2 separate regions of the Oncorhynchus mykiss genome follow, and region 2 is linked to region 1. A link is a contact called in public Hi-C data. All regions are on one chromosome and are shown on one strand. The core of a region is the stretch at or near the end of the contact, and the rest is flanking DNA. Distances in the headings are between cores, read along the strand shown.

Region 1 (4,855 bases), core at 2,175-4,674:
CCTCAAGCAAAGTCAGGAGAAGAGGAATGAGGTGGAAGGTGTGGTGAAGAGCTTGGAACCCGAGCCATGCTAGGATATATCAGTTATCCTTTTAGAGCTTTTGTGCCAAATCCACTGCGCTGTTTCATGTGCCAAGTTTATGGTCAAGTCACATAAGTTTGTAGGAGGGAGATTACAAGATGTGGGAAATGTGCAAGAAGGCATGGGATAGAGGATTGTGTAGTTTCAATGGATAAAGATGTGTGTGTTAACTGTAGGGGTGCCCATGTTGCTGGGGCTCGGAAGTGTCCAGTGCTAGAGAGAAAGCTTGAGGTGGGTAGACTCAGAGTATTGCAGAAGCTGTCGTATGCTAAAGCAGTGAAGAAAGTAAAGGAGGAAAGGTCAAGGGTGAGAGGATCCCTGTGAGTAGTAGATCTGTGCCAGCACAGAGGGATAGGCCAATGAGTGATATATGCTTCAGTAAGGTTAGCTGGCTTCTAAGCAATGGTTATCAACTGTACCGCAGAAATGGAAATTAAATCACAGAAAATAGATGTAGTGGTAGTTGCAGGGAAGTATTTGTGTGTACGAGATTTGACTTCAGAAGAGTTACAGGGTGTAATGAGTGGCGGTGTCCTTTCCTCCCAGGCTGTTGGCATGGTGCAGGAGCAGATAGGGTCAAAGTAGTGGAATGGGGTAGTGGGTTTTTAATCATTGTAAGGTTAGTTGGTAGGGTAATTAAATATATATTTGTTTTCAGTGGCGATCCGTCATTCAGGGCAGGTGGGGCAGAGCCACCTGTTTTGAGCCTCACATTTTTACCAAAGAAAAAATAACATGCCTGTTTTGCATGTTATTTTGGCATTAATACGTGTCACATATCAGTTTGCAAACAATGTAATAACTAAAATATATAATTGAGTTAATAAAGTCACATACAAACATGGTCTCTTTTTCTGTAGTGGTGGTGGTGGGGCAGCCAGTGGAAAATACGGAGTGTATGGGGTTGGGAATGTTCTCTAGTTGCACAGTGATTGGCTCAGTGTTCTGTCACTCATGGTGACACTATGTCACCAGCAAGTCTAAGGGTAGAGCTCGAAAATTCAAGCCACTTGGGTGCTGCTATAGATTGACATTAGAAGTGCCCATCCAATAAGACTCAAGGTCATTGGCCACAGATAAAATTACGTCAAATCACGTTATATCAACAGTAGCTTTGATTGGACTGATCATATTTTCAAAATCTTAGCAAGCAGTCATCATCATGAATAAAGTCAACAATATACTGGCAAATCCTTTTAAATCCTTGTCATATGAAGAGAAATAATGAAGAGAAATTATAGATAAAACGTATCGGTGCTCATTGGCCATTGGACATAAACATTACACAACAAGTTGGAAATGGCAAATTCAACAATGAGTGGTTTGGAAGGAATCAGTGGCCAACTGCAAGCATTGCAAAGCAATCACTGGCCTGCAATTCAGTGGAGTGGCTGTGTGGTCCAAAGTCTGGTTGTAAGGGCCTCTTTTCCAAGCTTAAAAGGATAAACATTCAACATTGGCCATGCTGTCAATCCAGCATGATTTCTTCCACGCTCAAAACAACTGTTAACTTGGAACTGGGAAATCTGATTTCAGTTAGTTCAAGACAAGCATTTCACATAACATCTGCTAATCACGTGTATTCTTTCAAATGTATTTCACCTTTATTTAACCAGGTAAGCCAGTTGAGAAAAAGTTCTCATTTACAACTGCGACCTGGCCAAGATAAAGCAAAGCAGTGCGACACAAATAACAACACAGAGTTACACATGGAATAAACAAACGCACAGTCAATAACACAATAGAAAAGTATATATACAGTGTGTGCAAATGAAGTAAGATTAGGGAGGTAAGGCAATAAATAGGCCATAGTGGCAAAATAAGTACAATTCAGCAAATAAACACTGGAGTGATAGATGTGCAGAAGATGAATGTGCAAGTAAAGATACTGGGGTGCAAAGGAGCAAAACAATTGAAATAAAATAAACAATATGGGGAGGAGGTAGTTGGATGGGCTATTTACAGATGGGCTATGTACAGGTGCAATGATCAGTAAGCTGCTCTGATAGCTGATGCTTAAAGTTAGTGAGGGAGATATGAGTCTCCAGCTTCAGTGATTTTTTGCAATTAGTTCCAGTCATCGTTCCAATATGTGACCAATAAAATGTTGTTTGATTTGAACTAGGAACTCGGGGAAAAAAACGAGCTCCGACTGGGAAAATACATTTTGAACGGTGATCCAACTCAAAATTGTAGGTCAGGAACTCCGGCCTCTTTCTAGAGCTACAACCTGAAGATCACTGACGTCATCATGATTCGACCTTGTTTTTTTTCAGAGTTCCCAGTTGTCTTGAAAGCACAATAAATCCAGAGAATGCCAGACTTTGATGACAAAGTTTGATGACAAAATTTGCCTACGAAGGACCGTCACGCCACCTTCCTGTTCAAGTGAGCACAGCACAAGAAGGTGAGTCCAAAAATGTATTGTATGCTGCTGCATAAATTATGTAATATGTCAGGGGGATATGCGTACTGTAGTTAATAAAGTGTACTAGGTGTATGTTGTGTAGTAAGCTGTTCGTAGCCCATGTGCTCCACCCTAATAAGTTGGTCTATTTTCCCTTCTTAATTTTGCCTACTGTTCTGATTTGGTGGTGCACATGTAGCCTATAACCTGTTTTAGAGAAATTTAATCATTGAATATTGTAAGAGCTTTCATTGTCTGCTTATTTGCCACCTTTATTTATCATACGGTTCTGACTTGGTGTACAGGGAGAGCACTGTAAGAACAGCCCATGTTCTGAATTCTGTCGCTGTACATTTCAGAAGTGCTGAACAAATTGTTATATTGACTACGTTTGTCCTAGCTCGCTCATTAATGTCTTAAAATTATGGATTGCCTTTTATCCGCTTGTCGTCCCCTTATGCCATAGTTTGTACATATCAATTGTCAGTACAAACTACATTTGTTTAAGCAAGTCAGCCATATCAGCTATGTTTTTTTAAGGCAGTAAATGAGGTGGAATTAACTGTTTCGCTGCCAGACAAGACTCCGCTGATAGAAAGATGTAGCAGTGGTAAGGTGTTGGAACTGGTACTGGGACAGATGTAGCAGTGGTAAGGTGTTGGGACTGGTATTGGGACAGCTTTATGTAGGCCCTAACAGATTGTGGGCACCGTTTGTCACTGTTATAGTGCAATTAATGTATTGTTTAGTGTTGTGTAGTGGCTTTGCTGGCATGCATTCCAAATATTTTTGTTTCTTTGCCCCACCAATATTTAAAATGCAAAAATCGCCACTGTTTGTATTTTTTACGTTTCCCTTTTTGTATCAGAAAGCGAAATGGATTTATACTATAGTTCAGTTGGGGGCGGTAATGCAACATATTGGATGCCAACTGCCGTTAAACTTCACCAAAGAAGAAGAACAATTACGCATGTACTCGCTGCTGCCGAAAGAAAACATGGCGCTCGAGGAACCTAATGGAGATTTTCCATATTTACCTTCAGGGGCGGTGGAGGGTAAACTCGCGTTATCCTATGCTCAATATCATTGACATCCACTTTGGTCTAGTATGGTTTATTTATTATTGCTGTGAGCAGAGCATAAACAATCAACGCTAGCTTTCAAGTAATACATTACCACTATGCTTGCTAACGGTAGCTATTTAGCCATTTGAGATTCAAGCTCCAAGGTCGATGCAAGGCATTAGTGAAGGAGTAATGTTTGTTAGTAGATGGCTTGCTATTTTCAAAGCCACCTTGGCCTTCTGAAGACTGCCTTTTATATGTGTGTACCTTTCGTCTTCTGTGTCTTTTTAAGTACATTTGCTAAATCAGTAGCTAGCTAGTAGCCGAGTTGTTCTCGTGCAGCTAGCAGACACGAGATCCACATAGCACGTTGGGAGCGATGAAACATCTGAAGTCCATTCATTTTCAGTGAAGTGGGCGGGAGGGCCTTTGGGCGATGTGAGCATGGGCAAGGGACGTGAACAGGGCGGACCAAAGTTGGGGAAAGCTGAACTTAATGCAAATACTCCGCGACATCGCGTTATTGACCAATCGAAGCTCACTATTAGTTTCCAGACCCTATTGGATTGGCTGTTGATACCTTCCACTTCCTAGTCTGTTTGCTCGCACCAACATCAGGTTGATGCAAGCCATCCGAATTTACAAGTTAAAAGAATCTCGGCCATAAGTGTTAAAAGCTAAGTGTACTAGCTAGCTACAACTATGCATAAAGCAATACTATACCTTAGCTGTGAGCTCATCACAGGCCATAGAGCATCATAGATAATGATATACCACCGATGGATAGATCTATATGAGTTGGTGATTCTGTGTTTTCTGTTTAATTAACACTAACATCCATTATTTTTCAGTAAACAGGATGATAAAGGAGAATGGTGACCTGTTTTCTGATGCCCTGTGCAAAGTCTGCAGTGCTGTCCTGAATTCTGACTCACAGAAACTTGCACATTATCAGGTCAGTGATCCCACTTGATTTTGACTCTTGTATGGTTGTTTTCTCAACCAGTATACAGAGCAGCAGCTGATGTTTTCATTATTTCGTTCTGTTTTCGCATTCTTTTCAGAGCAAAAAGCATGCCAACAAAGTCAGGCGCTACATGAGCATCCACAAAGAAGAGGAGCCCACCATCAAAAGGTTCAAGTTGCCTTCGGGAGACAGCGTAAGTTATTTCTCAGCTAGAAAATGTTTTATCCAGCACTTCTCTTCCCAGTAGAGACAGTGTTCATGGATAGAGCTCCCTTAACCTTTTGTCTTCTTCACGGTTGCTGCCCCCCCCCCCCCCCCATATTCAGGCCAACAGTA
Region 2 (4,830 bases), core at 98-2,597, 160 kb after region 1:
ATCCTCAGAGCACAAAACCTAAATTAAGCAGTAACTGCTGTTAAAAGCTCTAATTTGCAGTTACACAATTACACTCATGCAATCAGGAGGTCGTATTAAGTATAATCAATGCATCATGACTTAGTTGTTTACTTTTGAGGGTTTTGCATTCACCACCACCAATAGCTGTTAGATCTGATTGACCCACTGACCTCGAATTATCAATGGGCCAATTACAGTTTTCAATACGTTTAGTAGTGTATTGAAAAAAAGAGTTACACTTTATACTACATATAACACTGTTATAACACTGTTAATGACATGACTTATGTCATTAACAGTCATGACTGTTGGTGTGCGCTTGTGACAGCAGACTTTGCACTGTCATCATGACACTGTTAATTCAATCAAATGTATTTATAAAGCCCTTCTTACATCAGCTGATCTCACAAAGTGCTGTACAGAAACACAGCCTAAAACCCCAAACAGCAAGCAATGCAGGTGTAGAAGCACAGTGGCTAGGAAAAACTCCCTATAAAGGACAGAACCTAGGAAGAAACCTAGAGAGGAACCAGACTATGAAGGTGGCCAGTCCTCTTCTGGCTGTGTCGGAATTGCCTAAGCCAGTTGGGCTATTTTAAACCTAGCTAATTACTTCATTGTGGCATATGTCATCATAAGTCATACAAGCTAAACTAATGTAGTAGGCGTAGAAATACGCCAGAGCGGAGTCCCCACTTCCCTTATTCAGGGGAAACAGCAGTTAGGGTTGAAACACTGTATCCCTGAAAACCGGCAACTTCCGCTTTCTTACAACACTGCTAAGGATGGTTATAAACTGACTTCAAAAGCTTACTGTTAATAACATATGGCTGTGTTAAAAGTGTTATAGGCCTAACAGTGTTATGTAGCCCTTATGACAGAGAGTTTTAGTAAAGGGTTACCAAAGAAAGCATGAGTATGGATACTGACATATGACTGAATTACATTACAGTCGTTTCATAGACTCATAGAGGACAGTTCATTAACATAAGTGACAAAATCAAGCTGTCAGTAAGTAGGCTAATAGGCAGTGACAGACTTTAGAATGGGCCTGTCAATCACTCTCCCACAAAGAGGCATGATGAACTCGTTTACAGATAAGATACTTGTAAGAGTCCACATTGTACAGGTGAAGAGTGAAAACAGCTCGGGTAGAGGTGGAGGAGCACAGGTGTATAAATCAGGCATGGCAGCATGTGGTGTAAAATAAGATAAGAATAGAGTGGTCCATAAAAAGGCTTACTTAAAACTGACTAACTTCATCAGAAACTCATGTGCTCCTGTTTCAAACCACCATTGTCTTCTGCTATGACTGACTTTGCCGACATTACGAACTGCACAGACACAGAGACAGCACAGCACAGAGGAACACACGGCTCACAACAAGATGATGATGTAAGAGTTTACTTTAAGTCGATTTCTTGACGGATATGTAAATAGATAGGCTTTACATCATGTTATATATATTTTTCTCGTTACAGTGCAGTCTATAAGGAAAGAAAGACGCGTTTAGTAGGGCTTGTAGACGCATGAACGTGTTTGATCTGTCGGGGCGCTATTTTGACTGTGTGTGTGCCCATCGCCGTACACTGCAGGCCCTCTCTCCCACCAGGCTCATGCGAGCGAGGCTGAGCAGGCAGCGCAGTTCTTCCGTGAGGCTTCAGATTTCCCCCTCGAACAAAAATATCGCATATTAATTTTATGGAGAGTGTGAAGACATAGCTTGCCTTCACGAAATACAGAACTGTTATTTGATTAACATCTTTGCATATTTAATGGTTGTGCATTTATCTAGGACGACTCCACTCCACCCCCTATCCACGGTCTCTACCAATATAATTTCCTTTGCAACAATCCACACAAATAAGACAATACGTGATTCAAACTCTCTTTTTACGTTCAGGGCATGATGGAGTCTATGGAAATGCCTGCGAATTATGGAACACTGTCCCCCTACTACACACACCAGTTACATTTGCCCGTCGTGAACCTTTCTTCTGTAACCTGACATATGATATACACAAAATATTATTGTGGAAAGTGGTTTATTCAATGGTGTTTAATGAATGAATGCAGTTTTGCATTGAGGCTTTGGAATGTTTTGGATGGATTGGAAATGTGTGCGTTGCGGTTCAATCTTTTTCGCTTTGATGTGAACTTCATATCGAGCATATTAACACTTTGTGGCCTGTTTTTTTGTGAACCGACTCCATTTTGAAGGACCCGGTGAGCTGAGAAAAAGGTTTTGCAACTCGTCTAAAGAGAAGGAAGCCATCTGTTTTCTGGGTAGCCTATATTAGAATGCATTTACATGAAAACATTCTAATCCAATAATTTAAAAGCGCATGAGATATGGGGTATGATATGATGCCATTGTTGGCACAGATTGAGCAAATGACAGGCATGACAGGCATGTCATAGTGATTAATGTGGATGACAGTAATTGAAAATCTATGTGATAATTAAAAACCAGTAGAGCGGAATATGCCCGTAATTTTTCCATCACAAATATTTTTGGTGGAACTCAAAGCCTCAGCAATACTCCAAGCTGGGGGTTGGGAGGCAGTGCCGATTGGTCCGCTCTCACACAGACACGGGCAGGCAGGGGCTGCAAGGGGCAGGTCGACAGCTAGGAAATAGTCATAATTTAATAATGCATTGAATATGAGGTAACAAGGAATTAGAAACTTATAGCACTGTATGATATGTCGCTGTAAATGGGTGGTTCTCTCAGTAAGTGAAATGCATGCATATATTTATCGTTTGAAGGGGCCGCCGGTGGTGTAAGAGCTATCGCAAGTAGAGTATATGTCCACAGGATCCTGGCCTAGTATTGCTGCTGCTGGGATTCTCCTCATCCGCTTTCACAAAATTCGAAAATAGCATATTTAATGATAGAAATGAAAGGTTTGACAGTTGTTTTTGCGGTGACCGACATTTAAATGGTAAGATTCTTGCGGCATATCATTGTCATACGCGTTTTTATTTGTTTAAACATTCCGTCATTGTGCACAGCATACATCTGTCGGTGGAAGTCTGTACGTATGTGTGGCAGTGTGAACCTGTGTGTCGATACTGTATGTTCGCGTGCCAGCTATGCACTGAACCGATATCTCTGTGGTGCCTCGTGAGCCATGGCACACAGAGTTGATGCACAGGCGCTGTCAGGAGCTGTCCATTTTATTCTTGGTTTCGCGATTTCTTCATCAGCCTTTTGAAATCAACTTAACCCTTCGTTGTTGCTGGGCAGGACAGCGTGTCATTACAGGTACTCTGGTCTAATTTTAACATGACCAGCGGCCTGCCAAACGCGCAATAGGTTGCCACAATTCCACGTTCTTGGCGGTGTAGCGAGGAGTGGAATGACACTGTTGACACTGTTGCCTAATACTTTATTTTTATTTTTTTTTAGGTGGGGAAAGATAACCATATCACATTTTTATATATAACGAAATTCAGTCATTTAAAACTTTCCTAATTTTACAACACTTGTTTTTTTTATAACATTTTTAATAACTTTTCAATAATATACTATTACCATCCCCATTTTTGCCACTTTCTATAATAGCTAACCACGAACAGTAAAACTAATTGTATGCGATCAATAATTGCAAATCCATGCAATTAAAGTTGCTATCACTTATTTTAAAAAAATATTTTTTGGGCCTATTTCTGTTTTTTTTATGTTTAGGATGGAGCCTTACCAGGATGAGTCGGCCCTATGAACTGCCCATCAGCAATGCTCAGGCCTGTCACACTGACCCAACAGTGACCTCTGCCCCCAATGACCCCTTCTCTCCCTCCTCAAAGCACAATAACCCCAATTCTAGACTAGACCCTCCACGTGCCATGCAGCTGTCCACCGGCCCTGCCCTCAAACCTCCATCCACCTATGGGTTCATGCCCAAGAACCTATCCTCTTCCTACAGTCCTCTGAGAAGGCTACAGCACCTGACCACCACGGTCAGCCACCCAGACCTGATACAGGTTGGAGAGGGGGAGAGGGAGGTCTCGCACACCCGAAATGCTGTTGGGAAAACTGACTTTGGGAATTCCTTGGCCCTCACAGCTCCCCAGCCAGGCAGGAGAGACACAGACACCAGTAAGACTAATCCTAGTGTGGAGAAGAAGAGTGACTGTTGCTTCTCTGACCCACCTAGTCCAGACTTTTCACTGGATAGCAATAGCCCTTTTGCGAATGGCTGCCTGCACTTTGAGTCCACTTTGTTTGATGATGATGATGATTATGATGAAGAGGATGATGAGGATACAGCTTTACCTCTGACAGACAGACATAGCAAAGTTGGAAAGTCACCTGGACCTCTTCCTGAATTGTTTAACTTGAAGGTAAAGAAATTACTGAAGCCAGGGCTATCTGTGGGTAAAGGCTTGCAGTCCCCTAGTGTCCCCCCATTAATGGCACCTTTTACACAACATGGCTATTGACAGCAACATCATGCAGTACCCAACAGCCCTCAAATGTAATCCTGTAACATGTCACAGTTCTGGCCTGGGTACTTCCTTTTCAGTCCAGATCACCTGTTTTACTGTGCAACATAAATTGTCAAGCTTATTGGTTTTGATTATATGTGAAATGTCAATGAAGATAGTGATAGGCCTAAATCCTAACTAATTAGCAAGAAAGGTCAAGCGAGGTCACTTCCTCTATAATAGATAAGATCCTCAGAGCTGGAAATGATCCATGTAATTCCAGCATATCATATGGTGAATTACAATCAATAGTTGAAATTATACCTTTTGAAATACCTTTTGAAATTAATAAAACACCTGCACAGAGAAAAGTCATTA

The links. Hi-C and Micro-C count contacts between places; a contact is called where the count stands out from the background.
Region 2: a Hi-C map of liver shows a contact between it and region 1, with 6 times the contacts expected there. The contact joins the promoter of nsd1b here to the promoter of znf346 in region 1. A contact is called at or near these places in 2 of 3 Hi-C or Micro-C datasets (blood and liver).

What each region holds. Positions count from the first base shown.
Region 1 is chr12:36,711,804-36,716,658 of USDA_OmykA_1.1, forward strand. It overlaps znf346 (zinc finger protein 346), which reads left to right and starts at 3,425. Exons shown (of 7, transcript XM_036937481.1): 1 at 3,425-3,543; 2 at 4,404-4,507; 3 at 4,617-4,712; 4 at 4,846-4,855. The coding sequence starts at 3,459.
Region 2 is chr12:36,877,825-36,882,654 of USDA_OmykA_1.1, forward strand. nsd1b (histone-lysine N-methyltransferase, H3 lysine-36 specific) reads left to right here and starts at 1,348. Exons shown (of 23, transcript XM_021623636.2): 1 at 1,348-1,416; 2 at 3,713-4,368. The coding sequence starts at 3,730.